2 separate regions of the Capsicum annuum genome follow, and region 1 is linked to region 2. The links are chromatin contacts, called in public Hi-C maps. All regions are on one chromosome and are shown on one strand. Each heading gives the region's core, a stretch centred on a gene start, on an enhancer-like site or on the middle of the called end of the contact. The rest is flanking DNA. Distances are from core to core; before and after follow the strand shown.

What was found. Hi-C and Micro-C count contacts between places; a contact is called where the count stands out from the background.
Region 1: a Hi-C map of placenta shows a contact between it and region 2, with 4 times the contacts expected there. The contact joins the promoter of LOC107872998 here to the promoter of LOC107872999 in region 2. A contact is called at or near these places in 2 of 5 Hi-C or Micro-C datasets (leaf and placenta).

The regions. Positions count from the first base shown.
Region 1 is chr6:173,781,263-173,788,241 of UCD10Xv1.1, forward strand. LOC107872998 reads left to right here and starts at 4,402. Exons shown (of 1, transcript XM_016719688.2): 1 at 4,402-5,030. The coding sequence starts at 4,602. The coding sequence ends at 4,925.
Region 2 is chr6:173,575,884-173,583,033 of UCD10Xv1.1, forward strand. LOC107872999 (protein disulfide-isomerase) reads right to left here and starts at 2,024. Exons shown (of 11, transcript XM_016719689.2): 1 at 1,617-2,024; 2 at 572-602; 3 at 182-469. The coding sequence starts at 1,789.

The sequences.
Region 1 (6,979 bases), core at 3,152-5,651, 210 kb after region 2:
TATCAAAGGACAAGAAAATTTTTGTTATTAAGAAGTCTTGATTTGTTTCATTCGCTCCACAAAATATACAAACTGATTTTTTTTTAAAGTGGACGAAAATGATAAAATAAATAGCTATTGATTGATCTATAGTTCTTGTGAAAAGCATTTTTTTTTCATAGCTAACACTCTCTTGAATCGTGATATCTCCTTTAAGTCCATTAAAAAATATGTGTTCGTCTTTTTTCTGATGTCATTCAGTTCTCATGAGTTTTCCTCTTATAAATTTTAAATTAATATTAATGATGATCTATATAATATATTTTTTCCTGAAAAGCTATGATGGTATTCGTGAATTAGCAACGAAATTAGGTGATTAGTGTCATGTACTCATTTTCTCACTAATTTTAATATTTTTATCACAACAAGAGAGACAGGTTGATAAAACTTAGATATTACACAAAAGATAGTGAAACAATAAAGCACTAGAAGTATAGTATCTCTTTCTCCCCCTATCAACAACCAGACATAGGCTCTTAACTAAGTTTTGTTTCTTCCCCAAAAGATTAAAATTTGAATGAAAAAATTGAATAGGAATTTTGAGAGGTTATGATTCAATTTATACATTTCTTCTACATTTATGTAAATTTACTTATATATATATATATACACACACATAACAACAACAACAACATACCCAGTATATTCCCACAAAGTGAGGTCTGGGGAGGGTAAGATGTATGCAGTCCATACCGCTACCTCCGAAGAAGTAGAGAGGTTATTTTCAATAGACCCCCGGATATATATATATATATATATATATTTCAAATGGAGGACTACTTTTTTTTTCGAGTATTCTTGAACTTTCATTTGTTTTTTGTTTAAATTTAATTTTTTATTATTAAAAATATAATTTTACTCAATTTCTTGTTGCCGCACGAAGCGCGGTTGAGTTTCCTAGTTGATCAATAAAGCTTGTAATTTCGCTATACTATGCGTTTAATCTCTCCCTTTAAAAGTACAATTTCAATTGAAAAAGAAAAAGAAAGAATGAAGTGAGCGTAGTGCGAGAAATTGATAAGAAAGAAGCATGAATTATCTGATTAGTGGGGAGTTGAAGGGTCTCCATTCTGGCTAAAGAGTTAAATCCATTCTTTTATTAAATATTTATGTAAATTGTTTAATTAAAGAGAGAGTGTCCAACACACATGTTTTTTAAGTTTAAGATCGATGAGAAATTTGATCAAGATGATCGATTTATGAGGATCTGTATAATTTTTGTGGGGTAATAGATCGCGCGCAAAATTAAAATATTTTTTTAGAGATTTTGAACAAGTTGAGTGGCGATTTTATGTTTTTTCTCTATTTTATTATTAAGAAGAAAAAAAGCAAATTCATCAATAAAAAATCATTTATGTAGTTTATCCGACACTTGATACTAGAATGATCCTGAATATCTTAGGTCTCAAGACTATCAAAATACCTCGAATCCTCCAAAAACTTTTCTTCACCTTACACCTCTCTTTTCTATTATTCAAATAACCAAATTTCAAGTTATTTGTTAACAAATCCAAAAGCAAAACTCAAAGGTATTAGCAACAAAAAACAAACAATGTTTTTCTTCTTTGTAGGAGGGTTAGAACAGCAAGTTTGACAAGTATTGAAGAATGGGGTGGGAAGGTACATTGCGTGCGGGTCACGCGCCAACCTCGTAGACTATGACAAAGTCTGTATCTCTACTACTTCTTTGTGACCTATTGAAATGTCTCTTGTTTGTTGGACATCACTATCAACATCACTTTCTTTAGTAGTATCCTTTTTAGATTTTGAATCATTCTCTAAATCATCAACATTTAAATCCTCATCTATTGTAGGATCAGGAAGGTCGGAAGGTATAGTAGAAGCATAAGGATCATCTAGAGGGTTGAAAGTTTAATAAGGAGGGTTGGAAGAAAAAATAAGAGAAGAAGATTGAATATTAGGGTTAGAAGCATCACCCTCATTAATAGGATGTAAAGATTCCTCACCTACCCACTGTCATTTACATTGGGGACACACTCCAATTCAAGTGGAGCCTGACAGGGTTCATTGACTCCCTGAGAAATATACACCCAAGTTTATCCTATTTTTTAATTTACTAACAATGTCACAAATAACCTTATCACATTTAATTATTATTAATAATTCATTCCAATTAACTAAAAAAATAACATTTTGTTGTATATTCTAAATATTTTGTTTAGTCTCTTAACTCAAAGTAGGACATCACATCAATATCTCTATTTAAAAGCTCAGTCACAGTCTCACAAACATATTAGCTAGGAGAATAAATACAATTTGACCCCATGATACCATCTTAAAGTTATCAAAACAAAAGAAATAGAAAGATTCTTGAAAAAAGCAACATTTCAATCACACAAATACATTAAATCAATAAACAAAATTCTAAATCTCAACATTCGAATAAAACTTTAAAAGTACTATTTTTAGAGATTGCTGTCTAACAAGAGGGAATAGCACACAGCATACCATCAGCATGGTTGCTTCAGCTGTGTGCTTAAGGAATGAATGGACGTTTGATTTGGTGGATGAAGCCATAATTTTCATGGTGAGAATCTTGGAATCGAACCTCTATAGCTACACTAATTTTTGGATCTTATAATTGAAAGTTATTGCCATAAGTAGAATCCACAAATTAATGTATTTAAGTGTTAGGCTTATTATAATATTAGTAAGTAAATATTTGGGCCCACAACACCAATCAATTTAAATGCTTTATGTATTTGCTTGGCTTTTTATTCCTTGCTTTTTATCCCTTCATCATTTAGTTATTTCTTTTGATTGAAAAATAAAAAAAAAATAAAAAATCACTTTATAATTCATTTTAAAGTTGGAGTTGGAGTTGGAGTTAAAGTTTGAATGTGATTTTTAAAATATGATTCATACCTTTATCTTTTAAAAAATTAGTTACTTATTTATTCAAAATATATAATTAAATTTAATCTAAAGGAATAATATTTTAAAACATATAGCCACATAATGCAATAAATTAAATCTCATATACGAGTTACAACATACTATTATATATAAATATATATTAACTTTATTTGAAAACTTTGAAGTTGAAGTTATATTTTGTTAAATAACTTATACAAATAATAAAACTAATTCTTTGAATGTAATTTTCTTAAATATCATGAATATAATTTAAAAGTCATTTTTATAACTATCACAAAAATTATCTTAAATTTTTTTTAAAATACACTAAGAGTTTGCATTCAGAAATAAATTAATATCATACTTTTAAAAAATATTTTGAAAAAACATTTTTATTATCTGTCTTTATATTGTTGGGTTTGTGCCTTGTACAAACATTTCGCAACTAGTTTCTATAAAAAAAAAAAAAAAACAATACAAATGCACTCCACCCCTCTCCCTCCCTCTCCTTCCTCCCTAAAAAAATATACAATAGCAATTATATATATCCCAAAAAATCACTACAACACCCTAGCAGTAACAAAAATATATGCACACATATGGATATCACAACATAACACTACGAAATTCTAACACTAGCAAGTATCGAATATATAGTATTAAATAATTCAATAAATTCAGACTAACGTGATTTTTGCTAAAATAATTTCTATAAATATTTTTTTTTTCAAAAAAATTACAAATGAGAAAAATCATCAGGAGTGAAAAAAATGTAAAATAGTTTAAATGCAAAAAAATTTAATATGTAAAATCTTCAACATTTTGTTTAATAGCTATTTCTCTCAAACATTAATTAACAAAGCTCGTAATTCAGCTACACTATGTGTTCAATCTTTTCCTTTTAAAATACAATTTCAATCGAAAAAGAAAAAGAAAGATTGAATTGAGAGAAATTGATAAAAGAGAAGTGCGAACTATATGATAAGTGGAGAGTTGAAGGATCTCGAATTGGATTAAAGTGTTAAATTCATTTTTTTATTAAATATGTATTTAAATTATTTAATTAAAGAGAAAGTGTCTAATACGCGTGTTTTTTAAGTTCAAGAATAATGAGAAATTTGACTAAAATGATATCTTTTTGAGGATTTATATAATTTTGGTGAGGTAATACTAGAGCCAGTGAAACGGTAGCTACTAAAGCGTAAACTGCTCGTTTTTCCGTTAAAGTTAAAGTTTGTTTGTTTTTACAAATTTGAGATAAATTTAATGATTGTCTTTTTTCTACTTTGTTACTTTCTTCGTTTTATTTTATACTTTGTTATAAGGTCTCACTTAATTAAAGAAAAAATAATAGTATATTCTTTAGTAAAGAATATTTTTTTTTTTAAACTCTGTATTTTATTATACCATCTTACATAAGATGAAATGGAGGAAGTATTAAGAATAAAAAAAAAAAAAGTAAATTCGTCGTTAAAAGGTTATTTATGTAATTTAACCTGCAGTGTGATCCAAGAACGATCCCGAATAACTTAATTCTCAAGGCTACCAAAATACTCCGAATCGTCCAGAAACTTTTCTTCACCTCTCTACACCTTTCTTTTCTGTTCTTCAAATAACCAAATTCCAAGTTATTTCCTAACAAATCCAAAATCAAAACTCAAAGGTATTAGCAACAAAAAGAAACAATGTTCTTCTTCTTCGTAGGAGGGCTAGAGCAGCAAGTTAGACAAGTATTGAAGAGCGGGGCGGGAAGGTGCATTGCGTGCGGATCACGCGCCGACCTCGTAGACTATGACAAGGTCTTGAAACTCTTCTTTGTTCCGGTATGGAGATGGCCTGGAAAACAGCCGGTGATGTACTGCAATGACTGTAAACTCTTCTTCCCTCAATCTCTAACTCCTCCTCCGCCGTCCATGGACGGTGTGCCGGACGTTCTTAGGTGTCAATTCTGTCGCCGGGAAGTGGATGGAGATTTCCGATTCTGCCCTTTCTGTGGTAATGCACTGTGAATTTGACATGTAATAATGATAAATAATAAGTAGACGCTTATGGTTTTGAAATACTTTGTAATTATGTTCTCTGAGGAATAAGTTCGAGGAATATTTTCTGTTTTCTGTTTTGAAAATATTTTATCAGTATCATGAAAATTTGATAGTCATAAACGAAAATTTGATGTTTTACGAGTATAATGAAAATTTGATAGTCATATACTTCACAACCTGATCTCATTTTAGTCTTCTACATTACAAACTTACTCCATGGAGTGATTCACTGTGTCTTGATTCTAAGGTCTGAATCAGCTATGATCAAGTTTTCATGTTGTTTTATTACACCGGGACCCGTCGGTATATGTAGACGACGACAACAACAACATACCCAGTGAGGAGGGTAGAGTGTACGATGAAGTAGAGAGACAAATTTTCTTTAGTTCATTTATGATTATAATATAAATAATAGGGATAGGGGCGCTAACGAGCAAGAAAAGGGATTGTTTTCGATAGACCTCCGGCTTAGAAAGTCAATATCAGTATAACAAACACAAAAAATAAATGTATATAAACTAGTACAATATGCAAAATAAATTAACACTACTAGCAACAAGATAATACTACAACTACAAGATAATAATAAGAACTATCTAATCGAAATCATAGACATCACACAACACTACAAATAAGAAACTATAGACACAGAAAAACACTCCCTTACTATTAACGATGCACTCCCATCTCCTAACCCTCTATCCTAATCCACTTTCTCCACACCTTCCTATCAAGGGTCATATCCTCCGTAAGTTATAACTGCTCCATATCATGTCTAATCACCTCCCTCCAATATTTCTTCGATTTACCTCTACCCAGCCTAAAATCATCTATAGCTAGTGTCTCACACCTCCGCGCTGGAGCATCAGAGCCGCTCTTCATCACGTGCCCGAACCAACATAACCTCGCTTCTCGCATCTTGTACTCCACCGAAGCAACTTCCACCTTCTCCCGAATAGTTTCATTCATCACCTTATCTTTCCTGGTATGTCTACACATCCATCGCAACATTCTCATCTCCGCTATCTTCAACTTTTGAATGTGGGAGTTCTTAACTGGCCAACATTCTGCTTCATACAACATAGCCAGTCGGACTGCCACTCTGTAGAACTCACCTGTAAGTTCCGGGGGCATTTTCTTATCACATAAGACGCCCAAAGTGAGCCTTCATTTTAACCACCCTGCCCCAATACTATGTGTGACATCCTCGTCAATTTTGCCATTGTCTTGAATCATAGACCCTAGATACTTAAAACTCTCCCTCTTTTGAATGGCCTGAGAGTCCAACTTCACCACCACTCCATCCTCCTACGATATATCACTAAACTTACACTCCAAGTACTCTGTCTTGGTTCTGCTCAATCGTAATCCTTTAGACTCAAACGTCTGTCTCCAAATCTCTAACTTATCATTAACTCCTCCCCGATTCTCATCAATCAGTACCACATCATTCGCAAATAACATACACCAAGGCACCTGCCCTTGAATATGTCGCGTCAAAACATCCATCATCAAGGCAAATAAAAACGGACTAAGAGTTGATCCCTAGTGCAACCCTATTAGAACTAGAAAGTCCTCCGAATCTCCACCTACCGTCCTCACACAAGTAATCGCCCCATCATACATGTCCTGGATCGACCTAGTATACACCAGGGGCACCCCTCTAGCCTCCAAGTACCTCCATAGAATCTCCCTCGGAACTCTGTCATATGCCTTTTCGAGATCAATAAACACTATGTGCAAGTTCTTCTTTGTTTCTCGAAGCTACTCCACTAATCTCTTCACAAGGTGAATGACCTCAGTGGTCGAGCGACCTGTCATGAAATCGAACTGATTCTCGAAGATATAACCTTCATAGTGTGACTCAACTGTGGGTGTGCACAAATAGACACTTAAATTGTATAAAATTGAATAAGTAGATACACACGTCTTATGTGGCATAATATATGTAGGATGTCATGTAGGACAAAAATTGGTCGCGTAGGATGCCACATATGACATATATGTCTACTTGTTAACTT
Region 2 (7,150 bases), core at 774-3,273:
ATAAGAATTTTCATACTTATCAACTCCAGTTCTGTATATTTCTTGAGGTCTAAAAGAATACATAACAAACAGTGAGAGAGTGTGATTGTTTATTTATTGGGTCACTCCAGTGTGAGCAGATGTATTTGTGGCCGTGTGTACACATATAATGAGAGAGATGCAGAGAGGAGCAGCCACTCACAATATTGATCTTATTGACATCGATGACAGCATCTGCATCCTCAGAAGATTTAATTTCAGCAGAAGCAGGGCCACTTTGTTTCTTCACGTAAGAAACAATACCATCCGCCTCACGTGGTCCTTTATAATCTTGAACAACGCTACCTCCATATCTCAAGATCTTAATTGTGGGGAAACCTCTTATCTCGAACTCACTGGCAAGAACCTTGTTTGCCTCCTCATTGGCATCAACTTTGGCCAGAAAAATTGGTGGATCAGTTTGGCTTAAAACTTGCGCTGCTTTCTCAAACTGCAAATTAACCAAGAAAAATGTTTAAATATATTGTCCTTCCTTATGCTCCAAAGGCTATTACTCTTTTAAAATACGAAGGAATGTGTTACTGGTTCTTACTTCTGGAGCAAGTTTCTTGCAGTGACCACACCTATAAATATCAAAGTAATTAGTAAACTTGGAAAAAAAAAGGTAATTTGGTTCTAATTTGAGGCATTGAATTTTCATATAACTTGAATAGAAACAATCATCAACAGAAATGCAAATAACTTCATTGATTCAATTATCAAGATGCACAAAAGCTTCTAGCTTTGACCGTTTAGTCAGAGTCTCAGAGAATCAACTGTATCATTAAGTAAAAATATACATCATTCTTGCTGAAATTATTTCCTTTCCAGTATTTGGTAACCATGAATTTTGGAAATTCAAGGAAAAATGGTAGAACGACCGTATTCGTCCAAAAGTCACTTTTCTTTATTAAAACAAAAAAATATTCCAACTCTTGTTTCATATCACTTACTCCATTCAAGACTTGGACATAGTAATCAATCTTCACTACTCGAGGATATCCACAATAATTATCCTGCACCTCGTATGAATAACCATATATCTCCAACTTTCAATTCAAATTAAACACCAGAAAATAATTTCACAAAGTAAAATATTTGCCCAGCAGAATATATTTTTCATGAAAACCATACTATTTCGCAAAAAAGGCAATCTAGATCTAAAATAGTAAAAGATCCAACTTATGGTAATTTCCGTAGCTTTTTTTTTTTAATAAGCCTGATGTCCCGGCCAGTATGCACGCACCTCGACTAAATCAACGGGACACCTAGCAACAGGTATCACATACTCTGTCCACAAAGGCTAGAACATACAGGAAAATTTCACCTATTTTTTTTTGTTTCTGTTGAAAATTGAACCTGAGTGCTCAACCCACACGTCATTGACCACTAGGTCGCACCCTCGGTACTAATATCCATCCGTAGCATCTGTTTAAGCTTACATTTACAGAATCCGGATCGACTTCCAATAGTAAAAAAAGTATACAGACAAAAAATCAGTCTTTTAACGGATAAAATATCTGAAATTTGCGTTCGAACAAAGAAGCTACAGATTCAAAAACAAATAGCAAAATAAAATCAGAGCGATATTTAGTTACCAAGGAGCGTAGAATTCGACGACGATGAATTTGTGTTGACCTACAAAATCAGAGAAATTGGAGTGATCCAGAGTAACAACGAATTCCTTTGATTCGCTCTCAGAAGCGTGAGATGTCAATCCCAGCAATGCGAAAATACAGATAAATAAGGCAATCCAAACCCTAATCGCCATTTTTTTACTCTCTTTTCAGCTCACTGAATAATACTAATATCTTTCAGTTTTGTGTGTGGATATCGACAGGATTTTATATAGGATGCAGATGGGAGCTATGTGCGGAGTCCTTTTTCACTATTGTGAGGAAATATCTAAAATAGCCCCTCCTATCTTTTATTTCGCATTCCAATTCTCTCCTAATAAAAATATACTACAAAAATGGAATTTGATTTTTATTGAAAGGTTTACTACTCCTATAATCTTTTACTTTCTCTGTACCGGGCAGCTTAGCAAATATTCAGGGTTCTCTTTTGGTAAAAATTATATACTCCCTTCGTTTTTTAAAAAATAACCTGCTTTTCTTTTCAATTCATTTAAAAAAGAATGATTTTTTTTCCTTTTTTAGTAATACTTTAATTTTAATTTTCCATATAGCATGTTTAGAACTACAAGATTAAAAAACATTTTGGTACATTTGACACAACTTTATTTTAAGACCACAAAATTCAAAAGTCTTCTTTATTTTCTTTCATCTTGTGTCAAGTCAAAGTAGGTCATTCTTTTTTAAACGGAGAGAGTAATAAATATTGAACGTTCTTCAATTATTTTATCTATGTACTTTTAAGTTCTTTTGACAAAACTCTCCATTATCCGTATGTAGGTTCATTTTTCTATTTTGTTAGAGAACTTTCACTTTATAGTTAATACTTTTATTAAAAAGGTTTTTATTCGATATTTGATATTCATATTAAAGTCTAATTAATCAAAATTTGTGTCAAATAAGATTTTGATTGAGAGTAACACACCCTATCAAGATTTTTCCATTCTCAAACTCAAAATCAAAATCTCTAAAAGCTTATATATGCATTGAACACGAATTCTTCGATAAATTGATATTTAGGTAAAATCATAAGTTGAAATATATCCTTCAGACTCTAATTTTAAATATGTATTCTGTAATGAAGCAACATTGGCATCAGTTATTTTGCTTTTGTATGTTCAATTTGGATTTAAAGGGGAACCGTAAAGTTTATGGTAAATAGAGTTAAGATTATGCTATTTAAGATTGTATATAACATACCTTTGTGGTTCAACAAATTTTTATACTCTACACATCAAGAGTTTTAGTGATTGGGCTGCTCTTTATATTCAATTTGGATTATTTGAATTTATATAATGTAATGTTTATTAAAGGAAAAATGAGTTTTATTAAACAAAAATCAGTATTTAAATTTAAGTGTGATTTCTAATGAAAATTTGAAGGAATCTTATTTATCATCAATGTTTTGTGTAATAAATATTTCTTATTAATCTAACAACTAAAGTATGTGAAGATAAAACATGTCTTAATTTAATTGGACATGAAATTTAAAAAATTAAAGATTTTTTTTAATATTGTTGTCCTTTGAATCATGTCGTCTTAATATTATTACTAGTTTCACGAGGCACGTGTTAAGTTCAGACCCAAGCTCAAATTATAAAATAATAATTTAAATTTAAAAATATATTTTATATTATATCTTTTTTACTTTATAATCAGTATATCTAATGATCTGTTAAACAAGTCTTGTTGATAAATTTTCATAATTATTAGAGTTGTTAATCACACAATTGGATAATATTAAATAAAATATTATTTATGAGGAAAAGAATATTATTAGAGAATTACAATATATTAAAAAACTACAAGTAATTTGATATTTTATATAATTAAATAGTTAAAATATTTAATAATTATGCTTCGATGAAGATCATAAATAGAAAAAAATATTGATATTTTTATAAAATTTGCAAGTATATCTTATAGAAGCATCTCAAAAAAAGTCAATACTTTTAAGTTTATATTATAATAATTATAACCTCAATCAAGAGTCTTTATATAAATCAACTTAATAAGGATATATAAAGATATTAAATGATAATTAAACTACATTAATAGATTACTCTATTCGGTCTATCTATTTATTATATTATTTTTTACACACTCCTTACAAAAGTAACCTATTCGTTTCATTTTAATTATTATTTTATACTTTTTTTTCACTATGAGAAATAATAGATATAACATATTGTTTATTATACTATAATATCAAAAGGAATCATGAGATTGTAGTTAAAATCATTGAAAACTTTAATATTGTGTCAAAAAATAGCTCATTGAAAACTTTAATATTGTGTCAAAAAATAGTTTGAATTTTTTTGAGTTAAAGCGATTGTTGATTTAAAATGAAGAGAGTTTTAATTTAAATAGTAATCTAACATATGGTAAGAAGAAATCAATTATAAAAATCTAAGTGAAATGGTTTTAACAAAAGAAATAAGGGCGAAACTGAAAATATGTAATAAAAATATACTACCATGTGTAGTAATTTTATTTCACTAAAAAATTTAAAAATCAAAAAAATCTTTGTGAGGACTATCAAAATTTCAAGATCTAAATAGATATTCTAATATATAAGTAGATAACGTAGAATGTTAAAATTTTAAAAAAAAATACTAAATATAAAAAAGACACTTTTTAAAAATTAAAACAAATCAAAAATAAAGTAAGACAAATAAATCATTCCCTCTGTTCCTAGTTACTAAATTAGAATTGTTCAAAAATAGAAGCAAGACATATCACTCCCTATATTTATTTTTATCTATCACGATTTTTTTTTAGAATCAAATATTATGAATTTTGATCAATAATTTAAGATATATTTTTGTTAATTATATTAAAATGTATAAAATGTAATTTATAGTATTATTTATATAATTTCTAAATATTCAAATTCTAACTTAAAATAATAAATTAGTTTTATTTAATTTAACTTTAAAAATTAATAAAATGGCAAAATGACCTTCTGGACCCCTGTACTAGGTCGGTTTTGTAAGTTGGACATTTCTACTTACATGTTTGTCATCTGAACCCCCGAACCCACTAAAAAATAATATTTTAAACCCTTTGATCGTTGACTTTCCCTATGTGGAATTAAAATGTTGACTAGGACAAGGAGTGTGATTGCACTCGCCTATGATGCAAGTGAGAGTCAACTTTATATTAAAATATTTTTTAAAAAAATAAAAATAACATTAAAATTTTAAAAAAATAAAAAGGATCCTTTTTTTTCCTCCATATTTTTAATTTAAAATATTTTTTAATTTTAAAAATAATAAATTTAAAAATAAAAAATAAAAAGTCCCCCTCCCCGTCCAACCCACCCCAGCCTTCACCCTCATTCAGCCTCCTCCCCGCGCCTAGCCACCACCCCACCCCACCCTCACCCCCGTCCAGCCCCCTCTCCCGTACGAGAGACGTAAATTGAAGGACAACACAAAATAAGGGCAAAAGTGCAAATGACTCGGTATACAACTGTACATCATTCTAATTGGAGCAAACTTAAATGTAAGCACAAGAGGTCCACAGTTCGATTTTCAGAAATTTGAGGCTCAGAATTTTACATTTTTGCTCAGACAAAGAGAAGACAACCACGCCATAGCTGCAAAATCACCAGTTGCACGCAAAAAAGTAAGCCTCGTTAAAATTTTTCAACTTTCTTTTTCTTAGAGGGCTACATTAGAAATCAAACACGGATGACATTCATCATAAAAGCATTTCCTTTTGTACCAAATACACCCTTGTAGAATAACAATACAACACAATAGGTAACAACCATCCAAACAAGTTACAAGAGTAAAATTGAAGCTCAGATCTGTTGATAAAATAAGAGAATGAAGACATCGCCATGGCTGCAAACCTCGGATTGTGTCTAGGTCACCCAGCCAAGATATGGGCCTATTAATATTTATATATTCCTAAAGAGGGTCTGTAGTTGATATTGTTGTTGTTCATTGTTAAAAAAAAAAAAGTTGTTGTTTTACTTTTTAAATTTTGTTTTATTTACTTTCTTAATTTATCGGAAACAACCTTTTTACTTCTTTAGAGGTAGAGGTATGAACTGCGTACATCTTACCCTCCCCAGACCTCACTATGTGAGAATACACTGGGTTTGTTGTTTTTGTATTTTACTTTCTTAATTTAAATTTTTATTTTGTTTAGGATTAATTTTGTAATTTTTATAAATTGTTAAAGATATTTAAATAAAAATTAAAAATTCATTTGTTTGTGTATGTGAATTTATAGTTAAAACTTTAAATTAATTGGAGAGAAATTTCAATTATTTAGAATAAATTTGATGTTTAATTAAATTTATTGTGTTTGTGTATTAGAATTTATAATTAAAAATTTAAATTTATAGTTGAAAATTTAAATTAATTTAAATTAAAAATTTATTGTGTTTGTGTTTTAGGATTTCTATAATTTATAAAAAGAATTTATTTAATTAAATTAATTTTATTATTTAATTTTTTATCTAGTATTTTAAAAATAACATAAAATTTAATGTAATACTTAAAAATGACATGGCGGCTGGCGTGGCAGCTGACGTGGCGAAAGTGTGTTACACTCACCAAAAAAGTGTTTAAAATATTACTTTTTAGTTGATTTAAAGGTTTAGATGACAAATATATAAGTAGAAGTGTCCAACTTATAAAACCGACATAGTATAGAAATTCAGAAGGTCATTTTGCCTAATAAAATTAACAATTGGTAAGCAAAATATAGCAATTATTTTTAAAAAAACAGTGTATATATAATTGTTCTAGACTTGTAAATTATTATTGAAAAGGATACTAAGGTTATTTAATAAGAGAAGTAGAGTTCTTGGAGTCCTTTTCGTGATTCAATGGCCCACAAATTTAAAAAAGAATTGCAGTAGCTGTTAGAGAAGGGGACAAACGAGGATACTGCCTCGTGACTGGACACTACACCACTCGCGAGGCTAACAATTAAACAACACACTCGCTCACTGCTATGTCACATGTAACACGTGGAAGAATATGATTTGTGGTTACATATCAGCTGCCAAATGAAATCCAGACAGCTCTTAAGTGTTACGTGCATCGTTAACGTCGGGAGAGCCGCACGTGCTGTGCATGTGTGCTCTTTCTGGGTGCTCAATTTCTTCAAAAATACTGCTGTATTTAGTGCCACTCAATAGAATAGTAGTAGTAGTACTTAGCTATCAGCAAATGGCCTTACAAGAAAAATTAAAGAAACATGTGGCGTTAGGCGTTATTAGCCTTAAGACATGAGGTCGAGCCACAGATTTTTAACACGGTAAGGGATCGGTTGGTAGGAGAGATAAAAGTAAATAATTTGGAGATAAAATTTTAATATTTTATAATTATTTATTTAGTTGTATATTTTAAAATAATTTATTTTAGAATTATTAATTAATATCGGAATAAGTTATTCCTTTAGTATAGTAATATCATGATAAGTTATCATTGATTAAAATAATTAAAATGATAAAAGTACTCCATAAACTCTTTTTA